3 separate regions of the Zea mays genome follow, and all the other regions are linked to region 3. Evidence: chromatin contacts called from public Hi-C data. All regions are on one chromosome and are shown on one strand. The core of a region is the stretch at or near the end of the contact, and the rest is flanking DNA. Distances in the headings are between cores, read along the strand shown. Region 1 overlaps LOC100193246 (a long non-coding RNA gene). Region 2 holds the start of LOC100191695. Region 3 holds the start of LOC103636017 (integral membrane protein).

Region 1 (4,078 bases), core at 1,036-3,535, 310 kb before region 3:
TTTAAATACCAAAATAACCATCTGTAGATGTTAATCAAAACAGGAGTTTCTTTATGGTAATTTGTCAATGGTACACATGTTCATACACAGAATATCCATAATACAACACCAAAAAATATACATACTCTCCAGTGTGCGGTGTTTGGAAGGTCCACCCTGCAAACTAGAAACACATCATCCAAATCCATAACAATTCAATGAGTGGTTGGATACCAAGTGTTTATGCAGCGTTCTAGAAATGAACTGTAGCATGTATCTTTACCATCATGACAAGAATGGACCTAGTTGGTACTCTGCAATAGTTCACACCATGAAACATAATAGGACCATGTTGGGGCGTACCTAGAACGCTAGGCCCGCCTCAGAGAGGTTCTTGCAGTGATTGGGAGGAGGTTGATGAGAGAGGTTTTGACATTTTGTACTCCTAAACTAGCCCGAATTGTGCCAGACCCCCAGAACTAGAATCAGATTTTCTGATTATTTAACCTGACGATCTTTGGTTGCACGCTGAATGGTGCTAAATCGATGGAAAATTTGATGGTTCTGGTTGACCTGGTTCATGGCTTACAAGTGGCTTTTATGTAACTGTTATATCATCCCTGTGTATGTCAACATGCTTTGAATTTGCAATGCTCCTCAAAATGAAACTGTATTTGCCTGCATTTATTCTGTTCCTGTTAGAGCTATACATTTTCCGGCTTTTATACATGCATTGCATATTATGATGTGCAGCTTGTGCATTTGTCTGACCATTGCTTATCTAATTCTTATGTGATGTGAAACTTGTGTCTCATGCCACTGGTAATATGTCATGATCTGTGATAGCATACAAGGTTAGTTCTGCGAAACTAGGAGCTGGATTTATGCACAGTTTAGAATTTGAATTTCACTTACTATCCCAGTCATAACTTGTCTGTTAACGCCAGTAAAGTAAAATCAGAGTTCAAAGTTTTGTGCTTAGTTGATCTTTGTAAGCATAAGAAAGCAAAAAATGATTGTTTTTCTGTTTTGTCTGCCAAAGTACATGCTGCTGTATGCTGATGTAGGTATTCATAGTTAGATTTCCAATATGTGATACCTGCTAATCTGATGTGATAGCCAACTGCATGTTGTGTTGTGTTCTCACTGTTGTAGTGATGCAAGTATTGTATCTGAAGTATGAACCCTTCTACTGTCATGCAGAGTGTTAGGACAAGATGGTGGCCAATGGTGATGCACCTGCTAGAGGGAGCGCGGCGGCAGCCGCAAGCCTGCGTAGGCGTAGGACCACAAGCGGTGCTGCTGCTGGTGGAGGCGGTGCCAGCTCAATGCTCCAATTCTACACTGATGAGGCTGCCGGCCGCAAAATGTCACCAAACACTGTTCTGATCATGAGTATTGGGTTCGTAGCCGTCGTTGCTGTGCTCCATGTATTCGGGAAGCTGTACCGCACCTCCAACTAGGTTGGCATTGCCATATCCAAGAAAGCTGAGTCCACCAAGAGAGGATTCCTGTAGAACAATTTAAATGGATAGCAAGTGACTATCAGACTCTGTTGTAGAAGTTTATTTATACAACTTGCAATGCTGCGAGGCTATTCATAAATGCCTGCGAGTTTTGTTTAAGTCATTGCTTCGTATTTTGAAATTTGCTGGCATAAAGCATATGCCGTGAGAGTTTCATGGCATTTATTCTCATTAAATGACATGTCACGAAATCAAAATAACAATGTATGGATAAAATTCTATCTACAATAAAATGGCATATACAATCTATATACTATGTTGCGGTTTTTACAAACACTAAATATATCTAAGAAATTCGTTTATACAACTCAATGTATTTAAGCATTATATCTTATTCACTAGAATATCGTAAGACATTGTCTATTTATATCAGTTGTATGAGTGAAATCGTATCTTTGACTTCGACAATTGTGCTAGAGACGTTATATGTCCCTTGTACTTTTTTTCTACTTAAGCTATCTGTAGCAATTTATCTATCTTTATACACATATTCAAATTCTACTCTACGAACAATACAATCTACGATACAAAACATTACCTGCTTAGATATTTCTTTGAAATACGGTTCATTTAGGATTGTTCCTGTACGTGACAGGCGTATCGCGACATACGTCGCGCGTGCCCTGCACTGCTGGTAACCAGCAATTCGACAAAGCGGATGGGCGCGATGTCCTCCCGACTGTGGCTGGTTCGGGTAGCCGGCAGAAAGCATGCATGCAAGAAGCATGTGCGGGCCAGCAGGTGCGACTTGCAAGTGGTGGGCTTCTCGAGAGCACGCTCGCCCCGTTCCAGTCCAATCTAGATTCCCTTCTGCTGTGGATGAATATGACATCGGTCCTGACGCACGTGGGCCTAGACCCATTCAGAATGTCTGCCGCAACGTTGGATATGCCTATTTTTCTTTTGCTTCTTATTAGGATAGTCTAGCTTGGCTGATCCTGTGGCTAAGAATTAAAATTAGTCACCTTATAATATAATAATAAGAAGTAGTTGATAATAAGGGCTAATAGGTTATAACCACCAATAAACTCCTGTTATTACCTCTTATTATTAGGCTAAAATTCACCCATGTTTTGCCCTCGTATTTAGCATCTATAATTGTTGGTAAACTGTTATCTTTTTTTTTTCTTAAAAAATTATAGATACATAACCTCGATCACACACACAAGACCTTCGCAAACACACACGTATTCTCACGACAAAGTGCAACGTCTCATACTCCACATGCATGCCGCCTCTGAGAGCAACATTCGAATGGTAAATCTTGATTTTTTTTATACACCGACAAAAGAGACTTCTTTAATTACTAGACAGAAATAGGTGGAGCCCAATTTGCTCAAAATGAGGTCAAGTATGCGCTAGCTAAAGCAGCTAATTCATTCGGTGCTCTATTAGGCCACATTTGGATCCTTTGAATCGAATTCCATTCTATGAGTAGTAATTCAGGCACATATTAATTAAGCTAATATAATTTTATACACCATATTTGTATACTACAATTTATCATATGGAAAAAATATTTATGGGCTGTATTTTACTATAGTGTAGTGAGCCAAAGAACATCTTATAAGTTGCAGAGTAGAAACATATATATATAGCCCTGTGATACATGAAATTAATTTTTATCCACTATTATGTTAATTTAAGGTAGACATATATATGAACTTTGGAAAGTGATGAAATATCAAATTCCAAACCAAATAGTTTACTCTATTAATTAGATTACAATTTCACCAAAATGAAAGTATCCAAACAATAACTTACCATTTTTCTTCACCTCAATGACCTATGCCAAAACTCCGCTTTGCTTCAGCAAATACAAAACCATATTCAAACTTGTCCAGTTTCGTGCTTCTTCGTACAGGTGCTTACCCTAGCACTGTCCGTTTCCAATATGATAGGGCAATGACACCAATGGGCACTAGCTCCTGACACCAAAAAAACAACTAAGCTACTTTTTGTTTTGTCTATCTATCTGATTAACTAGCTCTGATACATGCTTCAAAATTAAATGCTACAGAAACTTTTGGCTCATAAACTTACTTGATTTAGGCTCTGTTTGGTTTAACTGCAGAATCCTAAAAATCTTATTCTAGTTGTGAGCTATGAAAAAGTTGTTGTGAACCGACAATTGCGGCAAAGTTGGAAGATGTTTGGTTAAAACAAATGTGAAATGTAGATTCTATAAGAAATATCTATTATGACATTACAAAGACGGTCTATATGCTAATTGATCAGATTAACATGTTGAAGCGTCCCAATCCTCTAGGACTCAAATGTGATACAATTACTAGTCCCAGTAGGCTAGTAAACACATTTATACATCAGATGATTCCAGATCTGCTTAAACGAGACAAACCTATAAAGGTGGCAAACAACTTTAAGAGTTGGTCCACAACTCGGGACATATCATCAGAGTGGGGCTGAAGCAGCCCGATATACGCAGTGAAGCAATTCAGCGGTCCAACAGCCACAGGCAAGGTTGGGAACAGTCATAACTCTTACCCGATCTCCCTTTTCTGAAAAACAACAAATAAGCAAGGGTGAGTACAAACGTACTCAGCAGCCCACCT
Region 2 (4,177 bases), core at 197-2,696, 510 kb before region 3:
CTCTGTACGAGGTCCGAGTGAGGGAGGGGGAGAGGGAGTGGGGTGCAGGCCGCTAGAAATGGCCGGGGTGGGGCGGGCGCGGCCTCGCGTGCGTCGTGGGCGCGGAGTCCACAACGTGCACGCAGGTCATGCACGCGGACGGTTGGGGGGGGGGGACGGGATTGACAGGCAAGGCCCACGGGCCAGCGGGAGAGGGCGCACGAGTGAGCGGGCAGCGCCGACAAGCGGGACCGGGCTGGCAGAGGGAGATGGGACAAAGGGTGCTCGCATGGGCGAGAGGAATGGCGTCGACAGGTAGGCCCCACCGCGTAGAGAGAGAGAGAGCAGCCGGGCCAACTGGGCTGAAAAGGTCGAGGGAGAGGGTGTCTTGGGCTGATTTCTGGTTTTTCTTTTGTTCTGAATTTTCTATTTCTTTTCTTTTATTTTCTCTATTGAATTCAAATAAAATAAACCATAAATTCAAATTTGAATATTTCAAACATGTGCATCAACCAAAAATAAAATTTTAGCTCAACATAATGCACCAATTCATGTCTCCCCTAGGTTTTAATATTCTAAAGAAATAATACACCTCTCGAATAAACACCCAAAATTCTATTAAAAAGAAGAGAAAGAAAATCTATAGAGGTGAGAAAAGGAGTAACACCTGAATTTGGTAGATATTAAAGAACAAATTTTATACCCCAAATTCAGAGTGTTACATGCTCGGTTGGTTCTCAAGAGCTCTCTTGAATCTTGGTGGAAGACACGTAACCATAAGCACAAAGCTAGGTCTTTCGATGATGCTGCAGATAGGGATGGTAATGGGTCGGGTTCGGGTTAGGTGGAGCAAAAACCCACTCGCGATCGCACCCGTGAAGTCTAACTAAACTCGTCCCCGATCGCACCCACGGGTACAATTTTAAGCCCGCACCTGAACCCGTCGGGTTTCGGGTCACTCGCGGGTTTTTACCTAGTGTCACTTTTAAATAACAATTAGCTATAAACAATTAAGTATCAACAATAATTAAGTTATATCTACATATTTTAAGCCTTCACATATTGAGTAGCAACAAAACGTTTCATGAATCAGTAGCCATGTTACTTATTCAAAACAATTACCGTTGTATCTTAATTATTTTTGCACAAAAATAAAGAATAAACCAACATTTCGGGCGAGATGCGGATCACCGCCGGTTGAAATAGAAACCCGCACCCACACCCGCGAAACTTCGGATCGGATACGAGTTGCACCTGCAGATCAAAATCTTCACCGAATAGGTCACGTACCTATCGAATTTCGGGTTTGCTGATTAAACTGCCATGCCGCCAATTTATTATCTTTTCTACCCAGCGTGTACTAGAAAAGGATGAAAAAAGAAGGAAAAAAAAGAAAAGAAAGAAAAACTCCAACGAAGCCTTCTGGGTCTGAACGTCCACGTCCAATTGTGTCCTACTCCTTCGGTCCGTCCCCATTTCTTCCTTTCCTAGGCCTCGACTCCTCCCGACGTGATCGCTCCAGAGAAAATTTCGCGGGTTTAGACAAACAGCGATTGGGATCGAGATCGGGGCAACATGAGCAAGGTGTTCGAGGGCTACGAGCGCCAGTACTGCGAGGCGTCCGCCTCCCTCACCCGCAAATGCACCGCCGCCGCCGCCCTACAGGGAGGTAATCCTCCACCCCTCCCAAATCTCTTCGTTTTCTAGAAGCAACCTCAATCTCGGTAGGCTCTCCCTCCGAATCGTCTCTTGGTAAAATATTTGGTCGCGCAGAGAAGCTGAAGCAGAAGGCGGCGGAGATCCAATCCGGCATCGATGGCGCTGAGGCACTGGTATCCCCTCGCTCCTCTTTTTTGTTTTTGTTTTATTAAACATAGGCAAATAGTGGCTGTGCTCTTGTTACTAAGTAGCCGCGAAGGATGCACGACCCTCACAAAACTGTTTTGGAATTATATTCAGGTGTAGGGAGAAAAAAAGAAACAAGGAACGATCCTTCTTTAGAGCTGTATTTTTTATAGATCACGGAAAATTTTGAACCCTAAGGATTACATAATTGTTTAAACTTAGGGACGTTTCCTTCTTATAGGATCAGGCTAAGCAGTTATCAAATTCAAATGGAAGTTTTATTGTGCGGCGGAAGACATCTATTGTATATTGGTAATGTTGTTTTTGTTTTCAGATAAGGAAGATGGATCTTGAAGCAAGAAACCTGCAACCAAGCATTAGAGCTGATCTCCTAGTAAAGATCAGGGAGTACAAGTCAGATCTTAATAACCTTAAGGGAGCGCTGAAGAGGGTTACTAGTATTAATGCACAACAGGGGGCGAGGGAGGAGTTGTTGGAGTCAGGAATGGCAGATACATTGGGGGTATGTTACCTTTTCTGAATTCATGAACCATTCTCATCTGGATTGAACCATGCTCTTTTTGGTTTGTTAACAAGGTTGTGCAAGGCATGTCTATATTTGAACCATCATTTTCTCTTGGTTATTTGGCAGAAATGACACAAAACATACCTGTTTGGTTGGTGTTAATTTGGCTCAAGTTCTTTAATGTTAGCCCTATGATCTGGATACAAGTGTCTATGACTCCTTTCAGTACTGCAGTTAGTGAAGGCAATTGAACCTTCCAAATTACAGATGTGGAGCTAATTGGGACAAAAGCAATGCCTTGTATGAGTAGCTAACGTCAGGATGTGCTCTTTGGTTGTTTCATGGACTTGTAGTGAATGAATTCACAATTCATGTTAAACGCACTCTGAATGGCAAAGCACTTATTTTCCCATGTTCGTCGAAAATATCAATCATTTTTTGTTGAAGCAGCTCTATACCAATCTAGAAAATTCTAAAGGCTACCCCTGCAGCATGGATAAGCCGAAGCTATCAATAATGTCTGCAAGGTGGTAGTAATGTGTCCTGCAAATTGTGGCATATGCTGTCCAGAATCCATATGGCTAAGCTCTAGCTATATCAAACTGGCAATATTCATATTCTGATGAAGCATGAGGCGCTAGTTCTTTTGCACGCACATATTTCTGATTTATCATCAATCTTAGATTTGTTTATTTGTTAGTTTCATGTGTCTATCCTTCAACCTTGCAAGTAAAAAGTTGACAGTCTCCATGAGAGTCTAATGTTGTTTTTTTATGATCACACAGGTTTCTGCTGATCAAAGGTCAAGATTGCTCAGGGCAACCGAGAGACAGAACCAAACAACTGATAGGCTCAGAGATAGCCATAGAACTATGCTGGAGACTGAAGAACTTGGTGTCTCTATCCTGCATGACCTGAGTCAACAGCGCCAGTCTCTCTTGCATGCTCATGATGTAGTAAGTATTTTTTTACCAAATTCTACCAGTTTGAACTAACTGTTTTGGTTTTTGTGTGCCATTTAGTTTTATTTTAAATTAAATTATCTTAAACCTCCAGTACTATGCAATTTGTTGAAAGGAAATCACTTACAAGTCACAAGTTTCTCTCTACTTACTGTGTGTCAGATTAGATGAAATGTAGCTTTCCATAGTCTACTGTTAAAAAAATGTCATGCATACAGGTTTTTATGTGGATAATTATGTCTATTATGCCTTTTGATGTCAGCAAACACTAAAGGAGATAGTGTAGACCCTGACCTACTTTTCTTCAATAGTTTTTCCTGGGTAACTGTAGTATCTACATTGGCTGAGTTTTAATAACTCTTCACTGTTTTTTTTGTCATGCATAGATTCACTTTTACTTTCATATAGTTCCCCCTTTTCATTTTTATGTTACTTGTGACTGTTGTAATTGGCAAGCATTGCATATGTTCATTAAGTGCACATATTTTCACATGCCTAACGACATACATACAACTGTGGGGGCACACGCCTGAAACACTGAGCCCACTATCAATCTGGAGAGATTTAGAGTAATTGATTGCTGACTGGGCCGGACTTGCATTATTGAATAGATAATAGATAGATGTATATCAATATAAACTTATTATTAATTGAACCAGACGTCACCAAGTTTGTGTGGTTATCAGATCGTCTAATGCATCAACTTTGATTAGAAAAACACAGTATAGCTTTGTTCTTCAATACCAACTCGTATCCATAGTTTAAGTTCAAACAAATATGAGCGATAGTTGATGCCAAAGTCCATGCTGTCATGCACCGGTCAAATATAATAACTGGTATCCACAATTACCAACATGCGGTTGTT
Region 3 (3,825 bases), core at 869-3,368:
TATGTATTGAATCCAGATATTCATGTCTGAGATCACTTACCAGGTAAGAGATGTATCAGGACACTAACAAGTTTGTCAAATGAACCAAAAACTAAGCTGCAACGCCACACAATTAATGCCCAAGCAAGTGGACCCTGTGAGGATTTAAAATGATTAAACACATCCAGGACAAGCTCTGGAAATCAACAGGAGTATTTTTCATACCTCTGCAAACGAGAAGCAAACCATGAAAAGTTTTTCATCTTTCGGATAGAAGAGAATCATTACAAGGAGAAAGGTGTTGGCATAGTAGCAGAAGTCCTGCAGAAAAAAGAAAAAAAATTAAACCTCAAGGTTTTACACACAAGATGATGGCTTTAGAAATGAAGAAGATCCCATCAAAAGAACACAAGGCTGCTGTCTAGCAAACTAATATTTGTGACAACATTTGAAATGTAAAATGAAACAGAACCTAGAATATTGACCAAGATATAATGTAGTATTAGAGTTGTACTACTTGACATGTACTCCAATATTGTAAAACTCTATCTCAAACATGTAGGCATACTGTTTATCAGGTAAATCAGATAAAAGGCTATTCCCGGTACAATAAAAGAATATCATCAACATTACACATCGTTAGAATAGAGTGGCTCCTTTTTAATTTTTTATAAAGGATAAATACATGAGATATGTGACAATAGGTTTATTAAGTGACGATATTTGGTCTGTCCGTGGTGGAAAAAAAATGTGATAATAGGTTTACCACTTACACACATTGTGCAACTGCAAGATGTTGGCACAATGTCATAAAACAGCCCATCATCCACTCATCATACTAGTATGTGCTATCTACAACTATTTATCCTTTCAACAAAGCTTTCTATTGGAGAATTTGTGGTGTGGATAACAAATAAATTTAGAGTAAAGTAGGACACTGAAACAAACAATGCTAAGTTATGATTTATGATGTAAAAATATGTGGAAGCACATTTCTGACAATTGACGCATCTCCAGGACATAAAAAATGTGAGACAGTAACATACTCACCAGGAGATAGTAATGCCATTTCTTGTAGCGGTAGTAAATCCAGCGGAGCGGAACGAATATGACATAGAACAGGCAGTACACATATGGCACATCCTGTGGTCCTGCAAGCAACACCATAGCATTGAGAGGTGGAATCAACAAGAATCTTATGATGTACAGTATGCGACACCCAACCAAAAGATCAATGTTGTTGCAGTAGCTTACTGGCACCCAAGAGATAGCAAAATCCCCCAAATCCAAGAACACCCAGCAAGTGTGTGACCTGATGAACATTTAAAACCAGCAGCACCATATGAGAACATTCCCTAAACCCAATCCAGCGAATCCAATTATTGCCACAATCTCTGCAGCACAGTGCGAACAATAAATGTGCAGGTACTTATTACATCACACAATGACCTCCACAAAAGAAAGGGAGCACGGGAGCGGCAAGATTTGTGGACGTCAACTGCACAAGAAAGGCGGTAATAAAGAGATTAAACGGAGGCAGGGTCGGGGAAATGACCTTAAAGATGAAGCGCTCGTGCTGCTCGGCCTTGGTGGCGATCTTGACGGCCTGCTTGGACAAAATCGCCTTAGCCTGATCCCTCTGCGCAGGACAAGATCAGCACTCATAAGTGTAGCCAGAAGCAAATCCGAGAAAGAAAGAAAAAAAGAAAATTAAACGACAGAGCAGCAGCGGCCCGGCGACGAACCCTCCGGCGGACGTCGGCTGCACCATTGGCGACCAGCGGCGCGCCCGGCACCGCCGCGTCGTCCTCCACCTCCGACGCCATCCCTTCCCAACAAGGCAAGAACTTTCGAGACGCGACCTTTGTTCTCCCTCCTATACGCGAAACAATTGCTATATGAAATTTTCTCCCTTTCCTTTCCTTTGCTCCCGTTGATTTATAATGTCCTTTATATAATCATCACACGCATCCATCGAGCTTAACTGCCTTTTTAATCTGAACCCATCCAATATTCTACGTCTTTCTTCCCGTGAAGTGTGAACTCAGCCAGAGCTGCAGCTGCGTGGCGTTTTGGGCTCCCCGACCACGTCATCCGTCAACAACTGGTGGAAGGCGACGACAGAACACGTGTGCCGTCGCCGTTGCGGGACTGTGGCCTTCTCCTTTTTTTTTTCTATGTGGGAGAAGGGCATTTTCGTGATTTGTTTGCAGGGAGCCGGATAAAAAACATTTCGTTTTCTTCTTTTTTTCGTCTCTCTGGTTCATTCGAGCTTTACTCGATCGCACTGTTCGTCTTCTTTTGATTTCTGGAAAAATGTTCCATCTTAAAGACAAATTGTTCAAGGAAAATTTGTTTTTTATTACTTTGCACTGCCGTCATGGTAAAAAAGACAATTATTCCAAAATGAAATACGAAGTTACCGTGGGAATTTCCGGTCTTTGCCTTTTTTAGAAATGATGGTAGAGACTATCGGGAGGAGACATATCGCGACCTCGACCATATAACGAAAGCTTAATCTTTCTAATCTTTCTTTTATGTTGGCTAACTATACGGTCGATCATAGCGAAAAACAACAACAACAACAATGAAAGCCTTGATGCAATAGTTAGCAACCAAGGCCCATCACCGTCAAGACGTCTCAGGGCCTTCTGCTCCACACATCCGTACAGGCGCAGCTATAGATGTCCAAACAGTGCGGGCTGCCCGTTTGGCCCGTGGCACGACACGAATTTAGCCCGGTCCAAACACGGCCCGGCACGGTCGGTTACGGGCCCGGGCCGGCACGGCCCGTTTAGCGGGCCGGGTATGGGCAGATACAGCGGCCCGCGTGCTTTGGCCCGGCCCAGCCTGATAAATGGGTCGACCCGACGGCGGCCCACATATTTATGTAAATACTAAATATGTAAATACATTTAATTCTCTCATAGTATGTAAATACTAAATACGCGGCCAAACATATATAAAATGCATACATAAATATAAAATGCATACATAAATATTTTGTTGTCTTAATATATATAAATAATATGTTATTATATATGATTAATTCTGTTAAATATATGTATTTATATACCGTTCTACTGTTGGTTCGGGCTAGTGCCTGGCCCGGTCCGTTGAGGCCCACCGGGCCAACGGGTCGGCCCGACACGATTTTTTCCTGTGCGTGCCGGGTTTGGGCATGTCCCTAGGCACGTGGGCCAGCCCGATCTGGCCCGAAGCATCAACGGGTCGTGCCTGGCCTGGCCCTATTCGTACCGGGCCGAAACGGGTTCGGGCCGGGTCCGTGCCGGGTGGCCCGTTTGGACATCTATAGGCGCAGCGAAGGGATCCGCATCGTAGAGACGCCAAAGGTGGCGGAAGCTACAAGTCAACCCGTTACGTCGTCGGCCCACCAGATGGCGCATCGGCAGACCCACCTGTCAACGTAGTCAGCTGGTGCGTTATCTAGTGTATGCCGACCACGGCGCACGTCCAGCGACAGCCCTGAGGGGGGGCGCGGGGCGGTTGCCCCGGGCCCCCCGGAATGATGGGCCCCACCCCTGACACCAAGGAGCAGAGCAGTCGGAACAAAACGGCAAGGAGAAGATCACGGAAGTCGAGCAGATCATAGAAGTCGATCAGAGCAGTCAGAACAAAATGCTTCGTCCTTGTCCGTTCGTCGCTTCGTCAGTTCGGCCTTCGAGTCCTTCATCCGGTCCTCCCGTCGGGCCGTACTACCTGCGTCTCAGCGTCTCGGTCTCGCCTCGACGCCTCGGCGTCTCGCAGCAGCAGGCCGGGGCCGCCGCCACCGCCTTCAAGACCGGCGCCGCCGCACCGCCATTCCTGACGCCAGCCGGCGGCCAG

What was found. Hi-C and Micro-C count contacts between places; a contact is called where the count stands out from the background.
Region 1: a Hi-C map of leaf shows a contact between it and region 3, with 5 times the contacts expected there. The contact joins the enhancer-like site here to the promoter of LOC103636017 in region 3. A contact is called at or near these places in 3 of 25 Hi-C or Micro-C datasets (ear, leaf and tassel).
Region 2: a Hi-C map of leaf shows a contact between it and region 3, with 7 times the contacts expected there. The contact joins the promoter of LOC100191695 here to the promoter of LOC103636017 in region 3. A contact is called at or near these places in 2 of 25 Hi-C or Micro-C datasets (leaf and tassel).

Annotation. Positions count from the first base shown.
Region 1 is chr8:141,858,331-141,862,408 of Zm-B73-REFERENCE-NAM-5.0, forward strand. It overlaps LOC100193246 (a long non-coding RNA gene), which reads left to right. Exons shown (of 2, transcript NR_156483.1): 2 at 1,183-1,607. Among protein-coding and RNA genes, the nearest start is that of LOC100193246, 13 kb to the left of the region's middle. Within about 2 kb of position 2,286, at least 17 of the 20 cell types and tissues checked have an H3K27ac peak or open chromatin away from gene starts, as enhancers often do. A contact at or near this core is called in ear, leaf and tassel, where this site is marked.
Region 2 is chr8:141,665,035-141,669,211 of Zm-B73-REFERENCE-NAM-5.0, forward strand. LOC100191695 reads left to right here and starts at 1,447. Exons shown (of 4, transcript NM_001137124.1): 1 at 1,447-1,811; 2 at 2,159-2,347; 3 at 3,136-3,306. The coding sequence starts at 2,168.
Region 3 is chr8:142,172,229-142,176,053 of Zm-B73-REFERENCE-NAM-5.0, forward strand. It overlaps LOC103636017 (integral membrane protein), which reads right to left and starts at 2,119. Exons shown (of 8, transcript XM_008658382.4): 1 at 1,725-2,119; 2 at 1,535-1,618; 3 at 1,234-1,291; 4 at 1,030-1,130; 5 at 205-300; 6 at 41-134. The coding sequence starts at 1,805.